2 separate regions of the Gossypium hirsutum genome follow, and region 2 is linked to region 1. A link is a contact called in public Hi-C data. All regions are on one chromosome and are shown on one strand. The core of a region is the stretch at or near the end of the contact, and the rest is flanking DNA. Distances in the headings are between cores, read along the strand shown. Region 1 holds the start of LOC107930847 (trihelix transcription factor ASIL1). Region 2 holds the start of LOC107940156 (probable RNA-dependent RNA polymerase 5).

What was found. A called contact is a pair of places that touch in the nucleus more often than the background predicts.
Region 2: a contact with region 1 is called in a Hi-C map of leaf, with 2.0 times the contacts expected there. The contact joins the promoter of LOC107940156 here to the promoter of LOC107930847 in region 1. A contact is called at or near these places in 2 of 34 Hi-C or Micro-C datasets (both in leaf).

The regions. Positions count from the first base shown.
Region 1 is chrA07:825,852-829,615 of Gossypium_hirsutum_v2.1, forward strand. LOC107930847 (trihelix transcription factor ASIL1) reads right to left here and starts at 1,392. Exons shown (of 2, transcript XM_016862591.2): 1 at 27-1,392. The coding sequence starts at 1,084. The coding sequence ends at 35.
Region 2 is chrA07:1,007,908-1,011,509 of Gossypium_hirsutum_v2.1, forward strand. LOC107940156 (probable RNA-dependent RNA polymerase 5) reads left to right here and starts at 1,454. Exons shown (of 19, transcript XM_016873587.2): 1 at 1,454-2,098; 2 at 2,207-2,396; 3 at 2,485-2,611; 4 at 2,842-2,913; 5 at 3,552-3,602. The coding sequence starts at 1,633.

The DNA of each region.
Region 1 (3,764 bases), core at 142-2,641:
AACAAAGATACACAATAAGCACACACCAAGAAACCTATTCGCTGATATTTTCCGTCGAATCGCCATTGTCGTCACCATCATCATCATCATCAGTCTCGTCATCATCGTCATCGTCGTCATCATCCTCTTCCTTCATTTTAGCAATCTCTGCTTGTGCTTTCTCCAAAATCTGCTTCTTTTGTACTTCCAACTCCTTCTGAAAATCCATCCTCATCTTCTCCAACTCCTTCATATGCTCCCTTTTACTACTCTCAATCTTCTCGTATATCTTACTGAACCTCTGCACTGATTCAGCCAACATCCTCAACGAATGCTCATCGTTCACATCCACTTTCATTGACCCACCATCGGCTTCTTCTCCATCATCATCATCATCTATCTCCGACTCTGCGGGACTATCCCTCATCTCATCGAAACCATTAGACCTATCCAAATAAACTTGCGGATTCATAAACACAAACTCCCCGGAATCAACTCCACAAGCCAACCATGATTCTTGTTGCCTAAATGAAGAAGAACCCAACCCCATTAACATCTCCATTTTCCTAAAGAACACCCATTTACTCGAATTCAACCCCATTCTCTCAGCTTTCGACTTCTCTTTCTTAAACTTCCTCTTCAACCCATCAATCATACGCCTACACTGAGCTTCATTTTTCACACTTTTCAAAGCATCACTAACTTTCTCAGCTATATCAACCCAATCTTCACCTCTCAAACTCCTCCTCCCTAATTGCAAAAACCTATTCCCCCAAACCTCTAACAGAACATAAATCTCCTGTTGGGTCCAATCATAGGCATTTTTTAAGCTATCTCTATGGTCAGGTGCATATTGGAAGCTAGGGACTGATGTTCTCACCTTTTGACGCTTTGGGTACCTTTCAAAACGCTCGCTTTCTTTGACGCGGTGGTAATAAACATCTGGGTCGTCGTCGTTATCGTCATCTACATCTTCGTTATCTAGTTCCATTTCTTCTTCATCGTCGAGCTCTTCGTCTGGTCCGTAACTGTATACATGGCGAGTTCTGGTTGAACGAGGGTATTGCGGATGGCGATTAAAAGAGTAGGGTTCAATACCATCCATCTTCCTCTTTAGGGTTTCCTTCTTTTAGAGTTGTGGGTTTTGGGAAATTGAGAATTGGAGTTCAGAAAAGAAAGAAGATTAAGGCTTCGTGGGAAGAACGAACCCTCAATTGAAAATTCTAGGGTTCGGACGCTTTCGAGATTTGGGGATGAGGGTTGAGGGTAATTAAAAGTAACCCGAATTTGGGCATTTCAATTATTTGATTTTGGGCCTTACTTGGGTTCAAAGAGCTAAAGCCTAGAAACTACTACTTTAATATCTAAATTAAATTTTGATAATGAATAATCGAAAATCAATATATGCATCCCTTCTGAAGTTGTTGCGGATAATTGCTTAAATATTGTTACACAAGCAATACATGCAAACCCCTAAAAATAACCCTTCACAAAAACCCCTGGGCTTTGATAGTAGGGCCCATTCATTAACCGGCCCATCCTTCTAACGTGGTGTCCCAAGATAAAGAGCAGTATATTGCTCACGGTTGAGAGAGGCAAGCAAATTGCATACTACCTTCTCCTACCTTAGCTCTGGTTCCATCTTTTTTTCTCACACAATATTATTAAACAACTATCTATATTGACCTAAACAAGGTGACCATCCATCTCTACCCTTTACTACATCGTTTTATCAACAATTGACGCTGTTAGTGTAGAAAAATTTTCTTGTAAATTCTTGAACTACGGTGAAAAGTAATAAAACGACCAAACCCAAAGTTATATAAACTCCTTGGATAAGAGAGCGTCTCCAAACAGAAAGCCACAAAACACGCCTCTTATCCACAAATGATAGTGTGATACATGGCGTTTTTCAAACTCAAACAAAAGGTAATTATGTGCGCAAATTCCAAATAGTGAGTTGTAATGCTTAGTCATAACTGTCCGTGATAATGTCGTGCAATGTTTGGAAAATAACAATCATACATACTTTTCACGCACAAAACCCACCCTTTCAACTTTAACCACCCCCCGCGGTGATACTAAACCCTTACTACCCCAAAAGCACATGCCTTAATATAAGCATGTCTTAACCCTCTACAGAAGTATTCTCCTAACATTTTGATGAAGTCTTCAAAGCTCAACCCACTTATCCTTCAAAAAATTTCCTTAAAAAAAGAAAAGAAGAATGCCTTAAGGCAAGTCACTGCATAACCTCCACCTTAGCTAGGGAGTGATTGTTATACCTTAATAGGATGACTTGAACCATCTACTCCACAAGTAGTACATGTAAACCCCTCAAATGGAACCCCTTGCAAAAACCCTCGACTCTAACATAAGGGCTCACTCATTAACTGCCAATAGACTGTAATTATCACGTCCCATCTAAGGTAGCCCAGAGCACATTATAGTGCCACTCTGCCTAGGCTTATAACTCTAGACCACTTGGCAACTTGCCTTTGACTCACCAATAATAGCTTGACATGTGACGTTTCAAGGCAATGTATATGACTGCCGGCCTGAGGAAAAGGGCAAGCAACTCGCATCCTCCCTTAGCTCCAGTTCCACATTCTTCTCTTAGGCAACCTTATCATATAGCTCTCTGCCCAATCCTAAATCTACTTTTTAGCTAAAAATGTTAAAATCTACTTTTTAGCTAAAAATGTTATCTTAGTTAAAAAAAAAATTAGCCCAAAATGTTAACTCTCTAATTTTTATTTTTTATTTTTACTTTTAAATTGCCTTTCTTTTTTTTTTTTCTTATTCTCTTTAGTCTCTCTTCTCTCTTTTTTCTATCTCCTTTCTTTCCCCTTATCTCATAAACAACCTAGACAGTCAAGCAACATCCTACTATTTGAAGGAATTATTTCAAAAATTCATTCCTGAGTGGACGGGGAAAGAAAATGAAAAGACAACATCTAGCATGCATCCTCTGCAGAATGTATTTTCCCATTAATTTATAATAATCAAGACACAACATGTTTGGATTGTTTATGGCAAAAGAAGAAAGAAAGGAGGAGAAAAAAGAGAGGAGAGGAAAGAAATGCAAATAGAAATAATAATAAAAAAGGTATATAAAGAAATAGAAAATGAAATAGAAAAAATAATTGTTTTTAAGTTTAGAAGGCATGTCGAGATTTTTTTTTAAAAAAAAGTTGACGTTTTGGTCTTAAATAAATGAAATAATAGTTTAGATACCACTTTCAATAAAAAAAATTAGGTAGTAATTTAAAAAAAACAATATACAAATTAAAAATGCAATATCAATATTAGACATTCCTTTTAAATGAGTTAGGCTTCTTCCAAAAATATTATTTTTACTATTTTGTTTGCTTGTATGATGTATCAGCAGGGATCAAGTCAGAAATTTTATTTAAGAGCCGAAATTAAATTATAATTTTTAAGATAATAAAAATGTAATTTCACTATTTTAATAGCTTATATCTTTATAATTTTTAAATGATTAAATTAAATTTTTATCATTTTTAGGAGACAATGTATAATTTTATCTTTACTAATTTAAAATTTTAAAAAAATAAAAGACCTAAATGAAAAAAATTTATTTTAAGGGAGGCGGGGCCCTGCCAATCCCTTAGCTACGCCCTGTGTATGAGTTATTAGTTGTATGAATTAATTAAATTACTTCGAATTAGAAAAAGATTACGACATTTTACAAATAATACAGTCAAGAAAATTCATTCTATAGGACTTTAGATTCTTACAAAGTAACAAAAGGTAAATGAGAA
Region 2 (3,602 bases), core at 204-2,703, 180 kb after region 1:
TTTTAATTATATATAAAAGAATTTCAGCATATTTAAATTCAAATTGTTTTTACGTATTTCAACATCCAAAAAATGATTGGAAAAAGTTGAAAATATTTAGATAATTTACAAATAATAAACAAATTCAAACTTTTAGATAAAAAAAATATTCGACATGGTATTATTCTAAAACCGAAAATCGATTTAATAGATTGTTGAAAATTTTGGATAAAAATATATGATCGAAAAATAAGTTTGGACAAAAAAAATAAGATTTATTTTCTAAACGGGTTGAAACTCGGGTAAGCTTTTTTTACCCGAGCTAGACCCAATTTGGCCTGAATTTGAAAAAAAAAGATGTTGCTATTTTGTTACTATTTTTTTCATTGTTTTGCTATCATTTCGTCATTATATTGTTACTATTTTATTGTTATTTTTTAGATATTTATAATTTTTATTTTATTATTAAATTTATTATTATTGTAGAAATATTTACTTGCTAAATTGTATTTATTTTAGTGTTATTTAATTATATTAAATTTTAATATATTTGACCTATTATATTTTTAAAAATTATTTTTATATAAAAAAATAATATATAAAAACTTTAAATACAATCCAGATTATCTGAACTTGAATTTTAATAAATATATTCTAATCAAATTTAATTAAAAACAAAATTTTAACCTCAAATCAGACTTAGGGCCAGTTCTGCATTACTTTTCAAAAGCACTTTTGGCTTGAAAAGCACTTCTGGAAAAAAAGCTGTGCAGATCAAGCTGCTTTTGGCTGAAATTTTTAACTTTTTAGAAGTGCTTTTGAAAAGCACTCCTGAGGAGGAGAAGCTAAAATTTTTAGCTTTTCCTCTTCCAAAAGCACTTTCAGTGCTTAATTACTTTTTTACCCCTCCAATAACATAGTACTTTCCCCTTTTTTTTGGTACTTAATTACAAATATATTAAAATCACTAATTAAAAATAAAAAATATTTTTTAAAATACTAATTAAAAATATTTAATAATTATATTTAAATATTTAAAATATAGTTTATATATTCTAATTAAATTTTATAAATAATTAATATTTATTGCTTAAAAATATTTTAAATTTATATTTTATATATTAAAATATTAACAAGAAGTTATGATAATTTTTTATATTCTTACTAAAATATAATAATATTAACTAATTTAAGTATTATTTAAATGTGTATTTATTACTTGATAATAACATGTTTAAAATAGACATTTTATTTGTCAAAAGTACTTTTTAACAGCAATGCTAAATAATTAAATTTTAAATCAAAATTTTCAAAAGCATTTCTAAAATACACTTTTTAAAAGTATTACTAAACTAACCCTTAAAATGCAGACTTAATTTATTTTACTTGGCCGACCGGCTCACGGACAAAACAGCCCAAACGAAGGCCTTTTGAATCTTTTTTAACTCTACTATTCATTAAAATTGGAATCTTTACCTTTTCTTCTTTCTTTTTAATTTTCTTTATAATAGTGAAGCTTTTTCTGCTCATTGGCCATTTCATCAAAGTAGTACTATTACACGGTGTGATTATTGTACCATTCATCTTTATGAAATTTTACTCTTTTGGTTCTTTTCACATTTCACGTACATTTGATTTGACAATAAATATCAAATGTTTTTGTTGAAGAAAATTGAGAACCCAATTCTAAAGTTTGAAAATTTTGAAGCGATACGACCTGTTAAAAGCCCCCCACTGAATATTTTTTTTCGTTGCTGCATTTCATCAAATGTTTACTCTAGTTTAACAATGGCTAACAATTCCCATGAAGACGTTGTTTTATTACCTCAAGCGGTTGAAGCATTGATATCCAGAATTTGCAACGAGCAGCAACAGCCACGACTTGGTTACTCAACGAGGCAGGCATTGGCTGAGGTAGGTGAAGAAGCATCCCTAAGGATTCTAGAGAAAATCCAACGGACGGAGATTCGTACTACGTTTGATCGATTCGTGATGTATATGATAAGAAACGAATCAAACGGCAATGGCTCTCCACAAAAACGATCCAATTCTGCTCAACTAAATAGTAGCCCCTTTTCTTCTCCCTCCAAAACTTGCCGGCTTATGATGAACTCTCAAGGTTTTACACTTCTTTGAAACCATGGGTTTGTTTTCATTTTGGTAGTTGTTTTTGACGTTTTGTGTTTATTGGTTTTAAAAGGGTGAAATAATGTTAATGTTACTTCAGCTTCAGTTACTCCTATTCAGAGTTCTTCAGTAAATGCTAATAGAGAAGAAGGGTTTGGTCCACAGTCGGTAGCTACTCCTATTCTGACTTCTTTAACAAATGTTGGTAGAGAAGAAGTGTGTCCACAGTTGGTAGCTTTAGGGGAGCTTGAATTTCGTAAAGCTTTTCTTATTTTAAGTTACATTGGACAGTAAGTTTCCAATTTATGGCTATGTCTATCTTTCACTGCTTTTAATAATGTGTTTTTAAGACCCTTTTCCATATATATTTTGCCATAGGAATAAGTTGGAAGAAGTAATCACTGCTGATCACATTCAAAGTTTAAAGAATTTGGGGATGGATGAGTTTGAAAAAGAGATCTGGGATTCCCTGGGTCAACGTTATGCTCGAGCTGACCGTGTTAAGGTAAACATAACGGTGTTAGCTGTGTTTGATTCTAGCCATATTTTGAATTACATGGCGTGCTAATTATGAAGGGAATGAACATAGATGTTTCCGAAAATTCTAACTTGTATTCGACCCTTTTTCATGTGGGCATATTACCTTCCCTGCTTTTGATGCCTTGTGAAATTGTTTTTTTTTTTTCTCTCTTTTTTTGCTTTTCTCACTTACCGTTGCATACCTTTGTCTTGCAGCTGCTTGAGTGGGAAGGAAAAACGACTGAGTATCATTGTCATGTGCAAGAAAACGGGACATATAGGTTCAAGGTAAATTGGAAGTTTCAGTTTCTAGGCTTTTGCATTGTCTTGATTCTTTGTTTTTGGCATGTATATATGTTAACTTACATTCATAGGACAAAAGGATTGGGTTAAGTTTATAGACACTTATAGAAACATGTATTGGATATGGACAGTTTTATGAGGTAGCTGAAGGCAGTTTAATGAGATTTACCTTTTTATCTCATGCTTACGAAAACTTATTCTATTTCATATGGTAGGCATGTATGGTGGTACAGATCAAAATACGATTTTGTAAAGCTTTTATGGTAATAAGTGGTGATATGGAATTATCATGACGTTGGAACTAGCATACCCCAAACATCTACTGCAAGTGTGTATTTGTTTGTTGCTTGCCTTACTGGATTTGGGTCATGATTTGTAGTTCTGGGCTTCTGGCTGCAATTGATCTCATAAAATGGTTGTGGTTGTTTCTATCAAAGGGACTTAAGTCCCCTGATCCGTCTTTTTATGGGGTAGATGGATTCACAGAGTATTAAATGTGCTTTGCTTAATAATTATTATTTCTGCATTAATTTTCCTTGGCCACCCTTTTCCCCCCAAATTTATTGTAATTTAACATCTCCTTATTGTATTGAATGTGTTATTATTTTCATGTGGTTTATCAGGGCCCTTATTTTGAAAGGACTAGAAGGCATTTGCAAAGGGTTTTAGGAGAT